Regions from separate parts of the Mus musculus genome. Here all the other regions are linked to region 4. A link is a contact called in public Hi-C and promoter capture Hi-C data. All regions are on one chromosome and are shown on one strand. Each heading gives the region's core, a stretch centred on a gene start, on an enhancer-like site or on the middle of the called end of the contact. The rest is flanking DNA. Distances are from core to core; before and after follow the strand shown.

Region 1 (2,700 bases), core at 76-2,575, 1.1 Mb after region 4:
ACTGACTGCTTGCTGGTGCCTGCTACCGTTACACAACCAACATCCAAAGTGAGGAGCAATTACACCTGAGAGGTGTCTTACTCTCAGAGTGCCGTGCCAGGAAAAACTAAAGATGCCAACAAAAAGAGACCTTCCCCGTCCTTACTCTGCTACCACTGTTACAATGATTCCCCTGGACTTTTTATCTTCCTCAACATGACCAACTCAGAACAGGTGGCAAGTTTTCCTCTTGCAAATTCTTAAAGAGAAAGAAAGCGGGCAGCGAACGCCTTTAATCCCAGCACTCGGGAGGCAGAGGCAGGCGGATTTCTGAGTTCGAGGCCAGCCTGGTCTACACAGTGAGTTCCAGGACAGCCAGGGCTATACAGAGAAACCCTGTCTCGAAAGAAAAAAAAAAAAAAAAGAAAGAAAGAAAGAAAGAAAGAAAGAAAGAAAGCAAGCAAGCAAGCAAGCGGGCGATGGTGGCACACACTGTTAATCCCAGTGCTCGGGAGGCAGAGGCAGGCAGATCTCTGAGTTCGAGGCCAGCCTTGGTCCACGGAGCTCCAGGGCAGCAAACGCTACACAGAGAAACCTTATCTCGAACCGTCTCCATTCTCCCGCCCCAAAAAGAAAACTTTAAGGGAAGCAAACTGAAGGATGTGCTTGCTGCAGTCTGTCTGATCAGCTTGGAACCTTGTGAGGTAGTTTTAGAACGTAAGACTCCAGGTGTGAAAAGGCGCGAGTGCTGGGAATGGTGGAAAACACAGTTCCAAAAAGATCACTTCCTCACTCTCATCTCACAGTACCCAGAAATGGTTCGCCCCAAACCAGACTCGTACTCATATATAAATCCAGGAGTCACAAATACAAGTTTCCCTACACCACTAGGCTTATGAGTTGCTTTTTTTCTCTGAACTACCCAAAGCAATGCAGGGTGAGTTCACGTCCCTATTTGTGGTCATACTGTAGGCACCCCTCACCCCCCCACCCCCCGGCCACTTCTCCCAACCGCAGGGACGCTCCAGGACCCCCCAGGCCAAGGGTAGAGCTCTGGAGCGCAGTGCACGGCACTCACCTGCACCGCGTGGCTCAGCCCCTCCAGCGCCGCGTAGTTGAAGGAGTCCACGTGCGCCCGCGTCAGGTCCTGCAAAGCTGCCTTTTGCTGCTCTGGGGGAATCCCGTACGAGGGGTCGGTTAAATGCTTTAGGCTGGGCCCGCTGGGCAGGTTCCGCCACCGGCCGTCGACATCCATGCTTCTGCCAGTCCCGGACGGGAGACCGGAGCTAGGACGCTACTCGTGGCTGGCTGGAATGGCCGGACCAACCCCACAGCCACCCTACCCCGTGGCCTTCTGGGAAATGTAGTTCCTCTTGTTCGGCCCGCCCCACACTGGTCCTTTCTTTTCTCAGAGTCGACTGGAAACTTACACCATGGCGTGATTAGACCGGTTAAAACTACGCGCAGACATGAAGACACGCCTTTAATCCCAGCAATCAGGAGGTCAGGTATCTGTGAGTTCGAGACCAGTCTGGTCTACAAAGAGAGTTCCAAGTCATTCAGAGTAGTTACACAGAGCTGTCTTGAAACACCGGGGTGGGGGTGGGGGTGGGGGTGGGGGTGGAGAGAGAGAAAGAGGCTTCGCTGTTTTGTAACCTGCAAACCATACTAAATCCTGCTCCACTTTAGTGTGTGACCTCTGTGACCCATATTAGCTTAATTCGTTAATTAGGACCTGATACAAGACGTATCTTTAAAGGTTCCCTTCTGTCCCATTCTGGAGTTTTCCTATTGCACCCTGATGCAGACCTCAGGAGACTCTGGATTCTTGGCTTCAACTAAAATGGAGGTGTGGGGCACCAACCTGTCATTTCTTCTCAACTTGTCTGTTTATTAAAATAATATTTATTTATTTATTTTTGTTTCTTTGTTTTTTGAGTCAGGGTCTCTATGTAGTCCTGGCTGTCCTAGACCAGGCTGGCCTGGAACTCACAGAGGTCCATTGTCTTTGCCTGAGTGCTGGGTTAAAGGCATGTGTCACCCCCAGCCCCCTCTTTCTCAAGTCTTTGTTTTTTTGTTTAGTTTTTCTCATACATTGCATTCCAACTGCAGTTTCCCCTCTCTCCACTCCTCCCAATCTTCCTCCCCACCCCCCTTCTCCTCCAGATCCACTCCTCCTCTATTTCCCTTCAGAAAAGAGCAGGCCTCCCTGGTATATCAACTGAACATGGCATAACAGGTTACAATAACACTAGGCACAATCCCTCATATCAAGTCTGGACAAAGCAAATCAATAGAAGAAAAGGGGTCCCAAGAGCAGGCAAGAGAGTCCAAGACAGCCCCTGCTCCTACTGCCAGAAGTCCCCCAAGAGCACCAAGCTATACATCCATAACATGAATGCCGAGGACCTAGCTCAGAGCCACACAGGCTCCAGGACTGTCTCTTCAGTCTCTGTGAGCCCCTCTGAGCCCTGCTTAATTGATTCTGTGGGCTGTGCTTATGTCTACTCAACTCTTAATGCATGAAGCACATCAGCAGGACGGCAAGCAGTAACCAGGCCATGCTACCCAGAAGAAAGGAAGCCACCCCAGCCTGCTTCTGGGCAATCAAGAGCAAGAGGTAGGAAGGTGGTTGGATAGTGTCAGAATTCGTGCTGTTTCTAGTGTTTGGCTTTTACAAATATCCATTTTTCTATGTGTGTGTTTTCAATTCCCTTAGGT
Region 2 (2,700 bases), core at 111-2,610, 1.0 Mb after region 4:
TTCAGACATATTGTATATGTATTTATGTATTGTATACATTAGCAAGATCCTTTTCTGTGCACCCCTCCACCTCACCCCCTCACCCCTACCAGCACAGCTGGAAAGTAGTGAAGGGGACACAGTGGCTGAGGAAAGGAAGAACACAGGATCCAGTAAGAATCAGGGACTTTGTTCCAGTGTGAATTGGTGGCCACCAGAGAGTTTTAAGCAAGGGATTATCATTACTAGAATCCAGGTCATTATATGGAACACAGAGGGTCTGGCAAGCCGGGGAAAGGCTGGGGCAGGTGCCCTGGCAGAGGGGAGTGTGAAAGGTGGTGACAAGCAGAGGCATGTCCACTCGGGGACAGAGAACCATGGTTTTTAGATTCTTGGATGCATAGCCAAGGCCATGTATGGGAATGGGGCTGGGACTGGTTCTGGAAGGTATTTAAACTAGAAAATGAAGGGAGTTGTGAAAGGAAAAAGCTACGATCAAGTTAGCCTCCTTTACCTCTCCAGTTGTGGGTGAACTTGGTGGCTGCACCTGCTCTGCACACTGCAGGAAGCGGCGCATGTGTTCAGCACAGTTGCCCACTGCTGCCTCATTCAAGCGAAGACACTTCTCAAAGGCTTCAAAGGGCTCAGCACAGGCCTGGCGGATCTGGCGGATGATCGGGCTGTGGGGGGTAGGGCATTTTAGACCCTGAAGCATTCAAACCCTACTGCCTGGCACCCTCTAGCCCCCAGTTGTACACTCACTGGGAGGACGTGCAGCGAGCAATGCTCATCTTAAGGTGGTGACAATCTCGATGCCACGACTCTGGCTTGGCTGCCACACATTGGCCATACTGATCCAGCTCTCGGCTGCAGTATCGAGCAGTGACTTCCAGGGCTGCCTGCCTGTGGGACAGGGTAAACTGAAGATAATCTCAAGAGAAGGCAAGAAAGAGTTCTGATTTTGATCTGTGATTGGACTAGTCTGGATTGGGGGTGGGGGGTGTAAAGATCCTGTGATAGGGACAACCAACGAGGGGCAGAAATAAGCGCCGATCCCTGCGCGTTGTGGAACAAGGTGGGATTTCCCGGGAGATCGTGGAAGTCCTAAGACAAAAAGTCTGGCTATTGTGAAGCAGGCCTGGAGTCTTGAATTCAGTCATTTCCCGTTGGGGACCGTGCAGTCTGACAAGCATGATCTAGAGTTATAGGGAGTTGTAACTCACATCTCCAGGCGAATTCAAGCGCCGATCAGTCAGGGAGAAGAGACCCGCCTTTTCCGGTATCAGGTTGTTATGGCGGCGCCCAACCCAGACCTCCTGGCCTCACTCTTCCGGTCGTCGAGCGTCCCTGCCACTCATCCCACATTGGTCCAACCTTCATGGCTGTGTCCTGCTTTGCTTTCCGCCTCACTGCCTATCCGGGAGGAGGCCCCTGTAACTACTTCCGGTCCGTCAGCTATTTTAGTTTATTTACTTCCGGCTTGTGGTGGTCGCGTTTAGTGATCACCGGAAGCAGGACTTCGGCCGTGATCGAGCAGCCAGGCACAGAGCACCAGAGCTGGTTCCCTGTAGGTCAGATCTACAGCCGCTCGCGCTGCCACTTTCCCGGCTGGAGTTGAGGCCACCGGCCCGCGTGACTATGGCTCGGCACACGCTGCGGCTGAGGCGGCAGCTGTGCCCGCCGCTGCTAGTTTAGGAACACGGGGATTGCCCTCTCAGGCTGAGCTACCAGTGGCTTTCCGCCACTGCGTATTCTCCTCCTGACTTTAGTTCCAACTTGACGGAAAGGAATGATCTTAAACGCCACATTGGGCTTCCCATCCGATTATTCACTCAGACATGTCCTTTTCCTGCCATAGGTGGTAAAGGCAGGATGAGAGTGGGTTTTATTGCTTGCTCCTTGCAATCGTGCACAAATTATTTTCTTTGTAATTTCCTTAGGTGGTGTTTGCACCCTCTCCACATTTGCCTTCAGATTATAGGGCTAGACCTGGAAGTTCATTTCCCTGTAAGGCTAAATATTCCTCATATGGAGAGGCCTAAGCTAGAGAAAATGAGCGGTAAGGTGATTACCTTAGCACGCAGTTGTAAAATGAGAACGACTGCTTTGGCCTTCATAATATACAGTGACACTTTCATTTTTGGGAAACTTGACACTCCACACTTCTAGTTTCCTTTTGTCTGGTTGCTGTCAAAAGAGTCATTAAGAATGGAATGGAGAGAACTAGATAACCCTAAGGTTTGAAGTGAAGCGGATCTGAGAAATGCAGGTCTCAAGAGTGCTTCTGTTACTGGGGTTCCCTTCTGGGGAGCTCATTAATGAAAGAACTTTAAAAGGTACTCATTTAGGACAATCAAGGGCAATGTTATTGGTCTGAGAGAAAACACCAGGACAGGCACGCTGTAAATGTCAGTAGCCGCTAAGAGGGAGCAGGAAAAGGAAACTAGGGACATGTGTGTGATGTACATGTGTGCAGGCAGAGGCTGGCGGCAGGTGGCTTCCTCTATTGCTTGACACCTGAAGCTTTTTGGAGACAGGGTGTCACTGAACCTTAAAACCCACCAGTGAACATCCAGGAGCTGTCTCCTCATCCCAACACTGGGATTCCAAGTCTGCCCTACCATGCCTTTTCTGCAGGTTTTTATGCAGGTGTTGGAGATCCACAACTCAGGTCTTCCTGCTTGCATAGCAAGCACTTTAGTCAGCCATTCCTTCACTCCC
Region 3 (2,700 bases), core at 201-2,700, 1.2 Mb before region 4:
ACAACCACTGACATATTTTCCAAAGGAGATTCCTGGTGTGTATAGGTTTACAGTCGGTGGCAGGTGATATGCTTACAAGGGGTGGGTCCTCCCACATCAATCATTAATCAAGCATATGCCCCACAGAGGTGCCTTCAGTCCAGCCTGAAGGAGGTAATTCTTCAACTGGGGTAACCTCTCCCCGGACAACTCTAGTTTGTGCGACACTTCTCTTGAATGCAGTAAAAGAAAGCCTGAGATAGTAATCCAAGCCCTTGAGTATCTTCACTCACGTGGCCTGCAGCTCCGTTGTAGTGTGTCCTGAATATTTCTTTCTTTCTTTTTTTTTTTATTTTGCTTTGCTGCTCCCCCCCCCCCCCTTGCTTTGCTTCAACTAAATTTTCTTGCTACTTTTACACATCGGTGAGAGCTTTTATTTCAATTCCTTGAACAAGAGACCAAGAATATGAAAGCTTTGTACCCTAATGTCGGTACTGATCTGCCTTAGCCTATGTGCCAAGGTGACAGAATTAGGTAGGACTTTTAAGCTGGCAACAACACAGCAGGGATCCTGAGAGCAGAGGTAGAAGGGGGGCGGGGGAAGGAGGGGGAGAGGAGGGAAGAGGAGGGCAGGGGAGAGGTGGGGAGGAGAGAAGGGAAATAGCTCACAGGTGTTGGCCTGATTTGGAGAGAGAGGAAGTTGGGTCGAGGGTCTGTGATTAAACATTCTGAGTCCTTCTTACTTCCCCTTTCCTAGGAAATGTATGGTTTACTAAAGCTGGAGGAATGGGCTGGTGGGCATTTTCCATGATGAATTTAAAGTCACAAACTAGTTATGGTTTATAGAAGGATTGGGGGCGGGGGGGGGGGGGGAAATACCTCCCAGGGAAATGGGAAGTTAAGGGAGGGAGGCCTGAGGTGCGGTACCCACACCCTCTGCTAATCCGTTTTAGCAGTGGTAGCTATGAGAACTCCTGCATGCTTTCGCTGACCTGCTAGAATTTAGGCAAGGGCTCAGTGCTCCCAAATCCTGAGTCAGTTTGTCTGTAGTGTAGAATAGGAGCTGGGGGTCGAGAGTAATGAGTAGATGTAATTAAATAAAGGACACACTGTTTCTTAAATATATTTCCTTCCACTGTCTGTACAGGCGCAGCAGGTGGAAGATCTAACTAGGGGTACCTCACCTTTGAGGACTCTTGGGCCGGATGCTACGAGAAGCGAAGCTTTACTTTTTTAACTCTTACGAACGTCCACATACACGGAAAACACTACACAGCGGAGAAGATATGAACCTTATAGCTGGGCATCACGAATCAATCCTCTAGAGCAGCCAGTAGCCCAGCGGAAGGGACGCCGCGCCTGCGCACTTGCCGACAATGAAGCCGCGCGCCCTCAGTGAGGAGGCGGGACTTGCCCGGGCATCCGGGTCCCACACCCCGCCCCCGCGGCATGAATGAGAGGCGCGGCGCCGCCCCTCCCCCGCCGGGCCCGCCCCTCGCCGGGGCCGCAGCTAAGCAGTCGCTACCGCCAGCTCAGCGGCTCGGACTCACGGACGCGGCTCTAGCAGTTCACCGCAAGAAGCTGACTCCGGGCGCCGCCGCCCGCACGCCCGCTGCCCGTCGCCCGGGTGAGTGAGGGGAGGGCTGGGCCTGAGCGCCGCGCGGCTGAGGCTGAAGCGCAGGCTCCGCAGGTCCGGCTCTGGGATGCTGAGGGCAGCGCGCCGGCCTCGCACCCCCTCCGAGACCGGGGTCCGTGGGTTAGTCCCCACATACAGGCACAAAGGGCGGCGCGGGCTGTCACCCGGAGGTCACCTCGGGCTGGGCCCGGGCGGGGGAGGCGGGATGGGCGGAGGATGGAGGAGCCGCTGCCTCTGCGTCGGTGGTGGGGACCGACGCTGGTCTCGGGGGGTGCGGTGTGGCAGTGGTTTTCTGGTCCCGAGCCACTCCTTCTTTTGTGGTGCTTGTCTCGTGCCTGGTTGTCACACCGTGCAAGGCACACTGAGACCTCTCTGGTTGGCTTATTTATTAATGAAAGTCATATGGCGGCCTCATCATTTGTGGGTGGGGGGCGTGCGTGCACCCACAGGCCAGAGAATTAGTGACCCTGCTTTGTTTCCGGAGACCTTAGTGGTGTGTGTCCTGTGAAATGAGACCGTCTGAGATCGTCGTAAAGGGCAGAAGGAAAAGAGGTGTAAAGATAACTTCATCTTTACCCCTTCGTCTCTGGTGTTATTTCAGATAACAGGTCTTTTGGTGTTTCGTTGTTTCTCATTGTAAAACCAGTGGGTCTGTTCATTGAAAGTGTGAGTCTGCATTCTTATGTCTCTGTATATTTAGAACACTTTCTTTTACGATTAATGGTGATCTATTTACGTAGCGGCGGTACGCCGGCATCCTGAACATTGTTTTCTGGGCTTAGTTCATGATAATAGGTCTTTGTGCTTGTGTACCTATCTATAGGAATACTCCCAATATATCTAGGGCACTGCTTTCCCCACTCTTCCATACAGACAGATTATGTTTCTTGCCTTTCTGCTCTAATAAGAGGTGGTCTAGCAGGTTCTTTCCACCTTCTTGTCAGTCCGGTCGTCGCCCTCCCCGCCCCCGCCCCGCACCCCTTAATGCTTTGGCAAAGGATATTACCTAAATATTACCGTGGTATGCACCCTAGCTTTGATCTGAATTTTTGTGTGTTTGGTTGTGCAGCCTAGCTGAACAGATC
Region 4 (2,700 bases), core at 167-2,666:
GGAACTAGCTCTGTAGAGCAGGCTGGCCTCGAACTCACAGTGATCAGCCTGTCTCTGCCTCCTGAGTGCTGGTGTTAAAGGCCACCACTGCCTGACTAAATCCCGTTTTTGTTTTTGTTGTTTTGTTTTTTCAATAATTTTCTTTTATTCACTTTATATCTGGATCATAGCCCTTGCTCCCTCTTCTATTCCCAAATCCCGCCCTTACAAATCCCCCCCCCCGCCCCCACCATTGCCTCCATCCCATACCACTGTTGGTCCCAAGGGGGATTCCAATCTCATTCAGATGGGAAACTAAATAGTCATTGGAGGTGGATGGACAGAGGGAACTGGGTAGGGGAGGAAGGGGTGAGGAAGGGAATGGGTGGGGGTGGGGGTGTGATGTGGTGGGGAGGAGTTGGGGTTTTTCTCTGGTGGCTAGCTGGAGCCTGGGGCTGGGGAGGATACCTATGGAGGTGACTCTAGCTGAGATTCCTACCAGAGGGGGATATAGAGACTGAAGTAGCCACCTCCTGTAGCCAGGCCGGACTCCGAGAGGCGGGAAGGGGACATCAATCCAAACTTCGACCCAAAATTTGTCTTGCTTAAATCCCGGTTTTTAAAGTCAATTCAAGGGTGCCAAAATACACTTGCGTTAAGTGAAAAGGATATGCATATCGTAAGCGTGCTTATGTAGAAAAAAAATTAGCATATTGTGACTTGGGGAGTTACTCCGAGTCTGGGAAGGCATGCCCTTCCAATAATAAGGGGACTACGGTTTAGTATGTCAGATAGCAATCAATATTTGAAAACAAGCAAAAAGGAAGCGCGAAGAGCCTGAGAAAGTTGCATTTTTTTTTTTTTTTCCTAGAAAGAATGGTCAGGAAAGTCCTCACCAGGACTGTCATTTCTGTTTAAATCCTGGAGGTAAGGGCATGAGGGTGTGCATATACCTGCGAGTCTAGCGCTCCTGGTGAGACAAAAGCAAATGCAAAGAGGGAAGAACATAGAGAGAAGCTAGAGAAGTGGCTTCCTAGAGTGAGTTCACAAGAGCGCTGGGTGAGAACTGGATGGGAGTGGGGTCTGGGACATCGGCGTGTAAACCAAGCACTCCAGCGGAGACTTTAGCTGGGGAGGTGTCTGTCCTCCAAGGATGTTTGCCGCCCAAGTATGGTGTACGCCAGCATCTGGTACTAAGAACGCGGTGGGTAGGAGGATCCGAAGCTCAAGACCCAGTGAGACCCGGTCTAAAGCAAAACAAAACGAGGAGGAAAACTCCAATAAAATCAACAAAGGGGGGGAAAAATCCACCCAAAACAAAACAAAACAAAACAAAACCACCACACAATCCGTCAGCTGATGCTAATGCTCCGCCCCCTAATTGCGTTCCAGAGACCGGAACTCCAGGTCCGAGGCCGGACCGGAAGTAGCTTCACTAGCGGCGGCATTTTGCAGGCAGCATTTCCGTTAGCGGCGGCGGCGGGAATCCAGCGGCTGGCTGGCTGGCGACTAGGCCTCTGTGGCAGAGAATCCGGCGGGAATCTGAGCCATCCGAGCCGCCACCATGGTGAGAAGGCGCGGGCTGGCTGTAGGGCGCTCGGGGGTGCGGAACGGGGCGGTAGCTGGCGGCGTCCGTGGGCTGGAGCCGAGCCGAGCCGCCCGTGGCGGAGGAGGTCGGGGTGGAAGCCGCTTCATCCCAGCGCCAAAGGCCTGGACTTGCCGTGAGGCTGCGACCGGGTAGAGGGGAAGGCCGACCGGGGTACAGAGGCCGATGCGCGGCCGTCAAACGTCGTGTCCCGGAGCCACGGCGGTTTCGGCCCCGCGGCCTCCGTAGCTTTAAACTTGGGCGTCAGTGTGTGCCCGGGCTTTTGGAGCTGGCGCAGGCCTCGGGCCGACCGGGCAGCGCCGGGCGAGGCGGAGGAGTAGCGGAGGTCACGGCCCGAAACCGGAGTCGAGCAGCGGAGGGAGCGGGAGGCTGGAGGAGAGGGTTTGCCAGCAGAGCGCGCGCGACCTTGCTTCTCGTATTTTGATGTTGGGCTGTGTCGGGCGCCGGGGCTGCACCCTAAAGTAAGTTCTGTCTTCACTTGGGCCAGTTTCTGGCCAGGCAGTCCTAATATAGCTACAATATAACTAATATCGCAGTGGTAGCTCAGCGTTAGGCAAAAGTAACGGCAGTGGGAGGAACGAGAACGTTTTCTCCAGGAGGTGACTCCCAAATGATTGTTTCGGGGCACCCGGCTCCCCCATGGGAGGGAGGGTTAGCAATCTGGAAAACTGAGAGAGCAAAGCAGTCGATGGCACGAACTTTCCAGGAGTCTGGTTGCTGAAGGCCCAGTCTTGCTTTATCCTGTTGGTAGTGAACGATCGCTGCAAGATTTTTCCCAGGCTTAATGAACTTAAGTTCTTAAAGGTCAGCCAGGGAAAGTGGTCTTTGCTTGAAATCTCAGTTTGTTATAATTTCTGTACTCAAAATCCTAATTTTATTTAGTTTTGGCTACAGACCACATGTAATAAATACCTCGAATCTCTCCAAAAGATTACTCTAGTTGCGTGGCTGAAGAAACCCGAGGTGCTCAAACAGGATATTGCTTTTCTTTTTTCTTTTTTTCCAAGAGTTGACTGAGGCAAGTCCTTACATAATCTTCAGCCGGAGTAGCCTATTTTACCAGTAAAAATGAATGACACTGGGTCCAATTTTGAGGATCAAATGAAATACACAAT
Region 5 (2,700 bases), core at 16-2,515, 1.2 Mb after region 4:
TCAGCTGAATGAGATTTGGCACCAGGAGTTTTAATAAAAGTCCTCCTCTGACACCTTTAAAAATTTGTTTATCAATGTCAAGAGTATATTCTGTAAATGCCACCAAACCTTTGAATGGTGCTAAGAATGTGCCTCTCAGAGCACAACAAAACTAAAACTGGAAAATGAGAATCTCAGCTAAATAGTCAAATATTTATTTAGCACCTAGGAAATCAGGTAAAGCTAAAACTCTGCAGTCTACTTGTGTTAACGTATTTAATATGAAAAACTGCCATTTCACTTTCCTGGAGGTTATAGGACTGCGGCAGACACATGGCCTGGGAGTGGGGGATGGGAGGGAAAGAGACTCCCCAACCCCCTCCAAAAAAAAAAAAAAAAAAAAAAAAAAAAAAACTAAACATGTTTATTTTCAGAGGTAGACTCGGGTCGGAGGCAAACATCCACTAGGCCTACTACTGAGCTTTTGGGGCCGGTTCCAACGGGGCTGCCAACGCCGGTCACTGGCCTGGCGGGCAGCGGCCGCAGCCGCGCCGCCGCCCGCGTGGCGCCGACGACTGAGCCGGGCCAGGGGCGGGGGGCTCGCACGTGCCCGGCGGGGGCGGGGCGGCGAGAGCGACGGCGACCCCGGCTCCGGGAGGCGGGCGCGGCCGCTTCGGCCTCCCCCGCGGCGGCCGGCAGGCAGCGGCGGTGGACGAAGGTGCGCGTCACGGAACCGATGGAGCCACACAGAGACGTCTAAGTCATGCAGGAGGCGCCCGGCCCCGGCCCGCTCCCGCCGCCCCGACCCCTCCTCTCATCCGACAGAAAGACAGACAAGAAGGGTTCCCGACCTGTCGTGCCCTGCATGTTCAGAGTCTGTCATGTTTGGTCAAGAACGGGGCGGGGCTGGAGGGCAGGTCTGGAGGCCGGCGGCGGCGGTGGCGGCGGCAGCGGGGCGCGGGGAGGACCCCTGCGCCGCCTGCGGGCAACCCTGTCCCCGGCCGCCGCCGACAGGTGACGAAGTGGTAAAAACTCACGGTTACTAGTGAGCGACACAGACACAGACTTTCCAGTCTATTAACAACCAACGCCAGAGAGATGGGGCTCTAACTGCAAAGACTGGGCAACGGCCCCGCGCTGCCGGCGCTGCCGCTCTAGTCTGTATTCGCCGCCGGAGGCTGAGGCGTGGGAGCCGGCGGGCGGCGTGCAGCGACGCGGGGATTTGGACAGTGGCCGTAACGGTGATTTCTCCTCACCAACATGGCGGCACCCGAAACAGGCGGCTCAGAAAATGGCGCCGGCCGCAACACCTTGCCCGGGACTAAAGGGCAAGTGGAATTCCTCCGCGAGCCGCGGCCCTCTCCCAGCCCGCCGGTGCCGAGCGCACTAGCCATTGGAGGAAACTGCCCGTCAATCACTTCCAGGGGCGGGCCTTTAATACGCTCGCTGCGGCAGCGGAGGCAGCAATCTGATGGGTGTGAGGCCAGGGATGCGGTTCGGTGGCGCGTGGAGTTATATCGGGCGGGGCAGGTCACCCCGCCAGGCCTGCTGTGTCCACCAGGTCCTCTGTGCCCATTTCTCGATGTTCCTGCGAGACTCGTCGTCTAAGGCTTTGGAGTTCCGGACTCATCACACTGTCCCCCTCCACCCCGCCACCGTTAACTGCGCGACAAAGAAAGGAACCCAGGACTGGCGGTTTTCTTTGTTAAAAAGAAAGAAAGAAAGAAAAGCTTTCTTTGTTGCCGAAAGAACTCGGAATCATCCTTAAGCCCTTAAACTTGTAGCTGTTATGTCTCCGTAGTGTAAGGAAGACTGCCTGCCATGCAACTTTTTCTGATACTAAATTCACCCAGTCCTTACTTGACGATTAAAAATAGCTATTGAGGTAATTAAAACATGATCTTGTGTCTGTTAGCGGTTTAGATGTGGAATTCATTCGAGTATTTCATAAGAACAAGACTTCATTTCTTCGTATGTCCATGGCCTTCAGACGTATTTCCATATCCTTCAGAAATAGTCTTGAAATGATGAGTAATGTATACTTAGTTCTGAAGGAAAGTTAATTTTTTTTATTAAAATGATAAGCTTAAATGTCCAATATTTCTAAATACACGACGTCTTTTGTCTTTGATGTGTAAATAACGTGCATTCAAAGAGCAATTGCGATTAGATAAATGTGAAAAGAGAAAAAAAGTTATTTAGTTGAATGCAGCTATTGACAAGACTTGAACCCTGACAGATCTTCACGGCCCATTATAGGAAACTTTCAAAAGGCACATCTGTTTTAACTAGAGAAGCAATATTATTAGTTTTTGGAACTAAAATGTAAAGCCTCTTCATTTAATCGTTTTACTAGGAACAGTGAAAGGCTTTTGAGGTGTAACAGCTGCTCTTCACAACTGCATTTTCTGCTTAGACATTAAAATAATGATTTAGGATTTGAATTTGATTTTTTTTTTTAATAAAAAGAAAATCTTTGAACTGGTACACATTTGAGTATTGCTGTTTTCAAATTCGTTTGGAAGTTTAAACGCACACCAAAATAAATTCTGGGCATTAGCTTACTCAGAAAAACAACTTTTGAAATGTTGCCTCCAGACAAAATTAACATACTGACACACTTGGAAGGTCCAATTGTTGGCTATCTAGGCCAACTCAAGCCACAAGGAAAGGATTCCCTGTGGTGTACTCTATTTGTAAACTTTATATACTTTATAAACC
Region 6 (2,700 bases), core at 15-2,514, 1.1 Mb after region 4:
CACCTATGTCTGAAAAAAACCTCTCCTCTTCAGGACACGGGACACTACTTTCTGGGGTGTTTGCTAAGGTAGAGATGCCCCCCTCCTCTTCTGTCCTTGAAATACAAATGATCCCACCCCCAAGTGAAATTCTGGAAAAGAACCAGACACCCAGAGAGAGGCAAGCCCTCCCCAGATGACTATGTAGTGAAGGGACCATGAGACCAGGTTCAAGTCTGTGGGATGCTAGTTGAACCCATTAGGACAACTTCAAGATTACGTCATTTAAAAGGGAGTTGCTGTCCCTTCCTACATGAGAGTACGCGAATAGAATGGTACCAAGCCAGTTTCGCACATGTGGATGAGGAGAGCAAAAGTCACCCAAGATCGTGTAAGAAAACATCACTAAATGCAGCTGCAAATGTAAACTTTTGGTGCAGCTAAAGGAAAGGTCTGAAATGGAACAGCTCCCCACGCTCCAGCTTCCCTGGAAGCTCCTGCTTTGGGTAAGTCAGTGAGTTTTCTCCAAATTCCCTGCCGGTTCATCTTGGCCTCCGGGTAACCCAAGCCTCGGCGGTTTCAACTCCCCTTCCACGCCCACACCACACAGAGCTGAATCCTAAGTGGCGGAAAGCTGCAAGATGACTGATGCGGGCCCAGGGAAGCAGGGGAACCAGGCCGACACCCTGAGTGCGGGTATAGGTCACTGTCAGCAGACAGGGCAACCGCACCCAGACTCCGTTCCAAATCCAGCTACGGGTTTAGGTCTTGCTAGACCCATTTTATATCTGCTAAGGTGAGCTCGCGCCTAGGGAAGATTAATGACCTTAAAAAACAAAAGCGCTCGCTCTCCGATTCATGCGCGCAGCGGCCACGAGGGAAGGGCTCACCTAGTCTCCCGAAGGGCAGTCGGTTCCTCTCCCCCAGCATCAGGTTGAACCTGGGGTTGTCTCGCCGTAGCCTCTTCCAGTAGCCGGTGGCCAGCAGCAGCCGGGAGACCTCGGCGTAGACGCTGCTATTCTCGTCGCGCACCACGAAGGTGTACATGGCGAAGGGCAGCGCGCCCCGCAGCCGCTACACGAGTCCAGGGCACGGCGGCCCCGCGTGCACACTGCCCCAGCCTCAGCCTCAGCCCCGCTGTCGGTCTAATTCCAGGGCCGCGCCTCCGGATTACCCTAGTGTCTGCCCTGGGCGCCCGCGCCACCGCCCGAGTGGCGAGCGCCACCCGGACGCCGCGCCCACCCCCAGCGCCCCGCCCACCGCCGGCGCCCCGCCCACGACCGTGATTCCGCGCGGCGCTAAGGGCAGGTCTGCGGGTTGCGGCGGCAGGAGCTCCCAAGCAGGGCCCACCAGGGCCGCCCCGCCACTCAGTGTGTGGCCGGTGACATGGGTCTCAAGTGTGGCTGCAGTAATAGCAAACTGCGGTGGAGAGACCAAGGGAAATAATTCCAGCTGCGCCATAGCCCGCCAATATCCCTTTCCGCCCTCTGTCTGGGTCTTCCACCAAGTTCAAAATCAGATTTGGTGGATGAAACAAAAGATCCAGGCATGGGTGTAGCTCAGTTGGTAGAGTGCTTGCTTAGCCAGCACTGAGCTCTGGGTTTGATCTGGGTGCGGTAAAATCGGACACATGTCAGGAGCCATAATGGGACAAGCTAATAACTAGCAGGTGATCATCCTGAAGTAGCCTGCCTTGGATTATTATATAATCTGCGACAGTGAGCCCTCATTAAGCAAGGCTATGAGGGACTCATTTTAGGAAAGATTCCTGCTGAGATAGAACAAAGGCTGTATTGCTTAATCCTCCCCTGATAGGCTACAGGTGTTAATCGCCTAAGCCAGCAAGCAAGCCCTCAGAAAGAGCAAGAAAGTTTTTAGGACTTTTTAGAAGTTATCATCAGCATTTCAGTATAATTAGAGAGCTAGAAAGCCCCAAGACCCTCAGACGTTAAAGCCATCACCAGAGTCCTTACTCTGTGACTCCACTGCTACCCCTGGCCCGGGCCAGGAGGCTCCCAATGTTCTAATTTGGCACCCGAACAGCGACATTGAATAAGGTAAGTGGACACAGATAGGACTCTTAACTGGGTCTTACAAATCCATTGGACAAGGAGTGTGCAGTTAAATTGTCTTCTGCCATCAGTAGAGGCGGATAGTTGGGGCCATCAGTTCCTGGTTGGGTACCATCAGTGCCCATGTTAAGCCAGGAGCCATCAGCTCTGGCTTTTATTGCCTGCTGCCATCAGCAGAGGCTGATACTAGGTGCCATCAGTGCCTAGCTGTTCTGTTGGAAGCTATCAGCACCCGTCTTAGGTCAGAAGACATCAGTTCTGGGTTGTGTGCATTTCATGGGTATCTCTCAAGATGGGACAAAGTGAATCTACAGATAGAGAGTTCTTTACAGATATTAATAAGTATACTCTTAAGAAAAGAGTCTTAGCTGGGCAATGGTGGAGCACGCCCTTAATCCCAGCACTTGGGAGGCAGAGGCAGGCGGATTTCTGAGTTCGAGGCCAGCCTGGTCTACAGAGTGAGTTCCAGGACAGCCAGAACTATATACAGAGAAACCCTGTCTCGAAAAACTAAACCAAACCAAAACAAAACAAAAAACCCGAAAGAAAGAAAGAAAGAAAGAAAGAAAGAAAAGTCTTTAAGGTTAAAACTAGCCATCTGACTGACTTTCTTCAGTTTGTACAGTCAGTCCCTGGCTCCCAGAAAGGG
Region 7 (2,700 bases), core at 25-2,524, 1.3 Mb before region 4:
CAGGCTAGGGCAGGCTGGTAGAAGGGAGGAACTGGGGCACCCAGGGAAAGATACAACTCTAGGACAGAGCTTTCTAAAGACACTGCAAGGCAAGCAAAACCTGCTAGAGCGGCCCTGGATGGACTGCAGAAGGAAAGGGTGCCTGCTTCTTAGGGGCACTGCTTAAAGTCAGAACTTCCGAGGAGATCCTTGTGATGGGAATTGGGTGCCTGGCTGACGGGGGATGAGGTTCAAAGCCAAACAGGGAGACTGTGAAATGACGAGGGCGGACAAAGACTGTTCTCAAAACCTGCTGGGTAAGAAATGCCAGGGACATCTAAAGGGATGGTCACAGGGCCCAGGAGGAAGCGCGGCCCTTCAAGCCCTGTAATGCTCCTTCCTCTGTAAGAGGAAAGGGACAGAGGTAGCAGAACACAAATAAATGAGGGCCATTCAAACACTTTCTTGACCTTCTCTTTACCCCCAGCCTGGGTGACCTCCACTCAGCACCTGCTGTTTCCCCCACAAGCTCGGCCAAGTGGACCCCAGGCGGGACGGTGCTGTGCCACTATCAGTTGGCTCCTCCAACAACCTGTGGGCACGGCTCACGAAAGGGCCAGCCACGGCGCGGTTTGCTCAGGTGCAAGACCCAAAAGGTCCGCGCACCGCTCACCTGCTCCACAGCCGCGCCACCTCCAAGCCGGCGGCCGGCCTCGGCACCCCTTCCCGGCGAAGCGACTTGCTCCCTTCCCTTCGTCAGCCTGGCTCCGGCCAAGCCGGGCAGCCTGTGAGCCCCGGGGCAACCCGCGGGAGAGCGGCTCCCCACTCCTCCAGCTGTCCCAAGGAGACCGGCAGACGCCGGGCCGCCGCCGCCGCCGCCGCCGCCGCAAGCTGTGTTCCCTCCCCTCCACAGCGCACACCCTCCGGGCCGACCGAGTGCCTCGCCGGCTTTGTCTGCGCCGCCGCGCTGGGCGTCCGGAGGATGCGGCCCGGACCCCGGGGTCGCGGCCAGCCCGGGCAGCCTCTTCTGCCCACCGCCCGCCGCCGGCCTCCATCGGGAGCCCCTTGCCTACGAGGCTCGGTGGCTGTCCGAGCCCGGGTCGGGGAGGCCGCACGGTACCTTTCCTTGCGGAGCCCGGGAGCGTCTTCGCGAGCGGCCTCGGCCTCTCCGCCTCCCCTCCTCCGCAGCCACTGGGCTTCCTCCTGCAGCCGCCGCCGGGACCGTAGGGCCGAGCCAGCCGCCGGGGCCTGTGCGGGGGCCCCGCTCCGCCTCGCGTCCCCGGCCCACCCCGCCTGGGTGCTCCGCCCCGGGCCCGCCCACCGGGGGCGGGGAGCCCGAGGCCACCCAGCCTGGAGTTGCCCGCGGCACAGCCACCTGCACTCCCCTATCTCGCAAAAGGGACGCCTCACCCACCTATCCGCCCAGAAACAGAGCCAGCCCCGCGACGCCCCGCCCTGCAAAGCAGACGAGGTCTTCCGGCACTGTCAGAGCGCTGCGCCCACCTCAGTTTACCCAGACTCTGCCGCCCTTTTGAAAAGAAGAAAGGGCCCCTCTTGTCCTGGACTGTCTCTCGTCCTGCAGGTCTCAGGTGGGTGCCGGCGGGAACCAGGAACCTCAGGTGAAAGGAAAAGAATGCTCACATCCTCTCAGTACCCAGCCCATGTCCTGAAGTGGCCCTTTTTAAAAAGTGTATTTCCCTAGTAAAACCCTCAAACTTTTAATAAAAGCCAACGTTAATACTAGGTGGCACTTTTTCCTTTTTTCAAAAAAAAATTAATTGGTATCAATTATTTTTTAGCGGGCAATAGTGGCACATGCCTTTAATCTGGTGGTTCTCCAGCTTCCTAATGCTGACACACAGTTCCTCGTGTTGTAGTGACCCCCCAACCATAAAATTATTTCATTGCTACTTCGTAACTGTAATGTTGCTACTGTTATGAATTGAAACATAAATAAATATCTGACATGCGACCCCTATGAAAGGTCGTTGGAACCCTAAGGGATAGTAACCCACAGGTTTAGGACCACTGCGGAATCCCTCTAGAAGCAGGTGGATCTCTGAGTTCAAAGCCAGTCTGAACCACAGAGTAAGTGTAGGACAGCCAGAGTCAAACAGAGAAATCCTGTCTTGAACCACCCCCAACTCTCCCCCTCCACACACACACACAAAAGTAAGAAAATTATTTTTTATTCATCTCTGCACCTCCTAATCTGTTTTTTCGTATGTTTTGCTGGTACTACACCAGGTCAACACTTGGTCCGAGGGAATACAAGCCCCTGGTGGCCGCAGAGCCTCTACTCCGAACTGTGTCTCTGGAGGGGGCCCTCCCCTGATTTCAACCTGGAACCAGGCAATGCTGAGCACAGGTCGCTGTAGGTTCAGCCCGGAGAGATCCTGGATGTGGATCACATGCTCGTGATCCCAGCCTCAGAAGGCCATGTGGGGGGGGGGGGGGTACAGAGTTCAAGGCTAGCCTTGGCTACATACCAACTTCAAGGCCAGGCTGAGCCACACAGTGAAAGCCTGCCTCAAAGAAGCAAGAAGTAGAGATGTGGCTCAACAGCAGAACACACTTCTCAACATAGACAAGGCTCTGGGGCCAATCCCCAAAACTGAATTATATATATAATTCATATATATATATATATATATATATATATATATATGGCCTGGAAAGAGGTAGCCCTGCAAAAGTGGCTCTGATGGTCCCAGCCAAAGG

Evidence for each region. Promoter capture Hi-C pulls out the DNA fragments that hold promoters and counts their contacts. Hi-C and Micro-C count contacts between places; a contact is called where the count stands out from the background.
Region 1: a Hi-C map of B cells shows a contact between it and region 4, with 8 read pairs. The contact joins the promoter of Polr1b here to the promoter of Snrpb in region 4. A contact is called at or near these places in 1 of 39 promoter capture datasets (embryonic stem cells), 1 of 484 Hi-C or Micro-C datasets (B cells) and 2 of 115 datasets of contacts at active chromatin or transcription factors (astrocytes and embryonic stem cells).
Region 2: a Hi-C map of muscle stem cells shows a contact between it and region 4, with 6 times the contacts expected there. The contact joins the promoter of Chchd5 here to the promoter of Snrpb in region 4. A contact is called at or near these places in 5 of 39 promoter capture datasets (cranial neural crest, hippocampal neurons, liver and 1 more), 2 of 484 Hi-C or Micro-C datasets (B cells and muscle stem cells) and 2 of 115 datasets of contacts at active chromatin or transcription factors (astrocytes and epiblast stem cells).
Region 3: a promoter capture Hi-C map of pre-B cells shows a contact between it and region 4, with 5 times the contacts expected there. The contact joins the promoter of Rnf24 here to the promoter of Snrpb in region 4.
Region 5: a promoter capture Hi-C map of hippocampal neurons shows a contact between it and region 4, with 2.6 times the contacts expected there. The contact joins the promoter of Zc3h6 here to the promoter of Snrpb in region 4. A contact is called at or near these places in 2 of 39 promoter capture datasets (hippocampal neurons and liver), 1 of 115 datasets of contacts at active chromatin or transcription factors (astrocytes) and 1 of 9 other capture datasets (adipose tissue).
Region 6: a contact with region 4 is called in a promoter capture Hi-C map of liver, with 2.6 times the contacts expected there. The contact joins the promoter of Vinac1 here to the promoter of Snrpb in region 4. A contact is called at or near these places in 2 of 39 promoter capture datasets (embryonic stem cells and liver) and 1 of 9 other capture datasets (liver).
Region 7: a promoter capture Hi-C map of erythroid cells shows a contact between it and region 4, with 5 times the contacts expected there. The contact joins the promoter of Smox here to the promoter of Snrpb in region 4. A contact is called at or near these places in 2 of 39 promoter capture datasets (erythroid cells and pre-B cells).

The regions. Positions count from the first base shown.
Region 1 is chr2:129,099,621-129,102,320 of GRCm38.p6, reverse strand. It overlaps Polr1b (polymerase (RNA) I polypeptide B), which reads right to left and starts at 1,325. Exons shown (of 15, transcript NM_009086.2): 1 at 1,058-1,325. The coding sequence starts at 1,234. It overlaps Gm46764 (predicted gene, 46764), which reads left to right and starts at 1,378. Exons shown (of 3, transcript NR_168333.1): 1 at 1,378-1,487.
Region 2 is chr2:129,128,360-129,131,059 of GRCm38.p6, reverse strand. Chchd5 (coiled-coil-helix-coiled-coil-helix domain containing 5) reads right to left here and starts at 1,360. Exons shown (of 4, transcript NM_025395.3): 1 at 1,203-1,360; 2 at 742-882; 3 at 494-659. The coding sequence starts at 1,204.
Region 3 is chr2:131,351,642-131,354,341 of GRCm38.p6, reverse strand. It overlaps Rnf24 (ring finger protein 24), which reads left to right and starts at 1,450. Exons shown (of 6, transcript NM_178607.4): 1 at 1,450-1,606. It overlaps Gm30590 (a long non-coding RNA gene), which reads right to left and starts at 1,510. Exons shown (of 2, transcript XR_374984.2): 1 at 1,164-1,510.
Region 4 is chr2:130,178,080-130,180,779 of GRCm38.p6, reverse strand. Snrpb (small nuclear ribonucleoprotein B) reads left to right here and starts at 1,416. Exons shown (of 7, transcript NM_009225.2): 1 at 1,416-1,546. The coding sequence starts at 1,544.
Region 5 is chr2:128,965,967-128,968,666 of GRCm38.p6, reverse strand. Zc3h6 (zinc finger CCCH type containing 6) reads right to left here and starts at 1,265. Exons shown (of 12, transcript NM_178404.3): 1 at 831-1,265. The coding sequence starts at 862.
Region 6 is chr2:129,064,473-129,067,172 of GRCm38.p6, reverse strand. Vinac1 (vinculin/alpha-catenin family member 1) reads left to right here and starts at 1,264. Exons shown (of 11, transcript NM_001370941.1): 1 at 1,264-2,036. It overlaps Ttl (tubulin tyrosine ligase), which reads right to left and starts at 1,226. Exons shown (of 7, transcript NM_027192.2): 1 at 870-1,226. The coding sequence starts at 1,026.
Region 7 is chr2:131,490,436-131,493,135 of GRCm38.p6, reverse strand. Smox (spermine oxidase) reads right to left here and starts at 1,274. Exons shown (of 7, transcript NM_145533.2): 1 at 1,100-1,274. It overlaps Gm30679, which reads left to right and starts at 860. Exons shown (of 2, transcript XM_030252306.1): 1 at 860-1,568. The coding sequence starts at 962.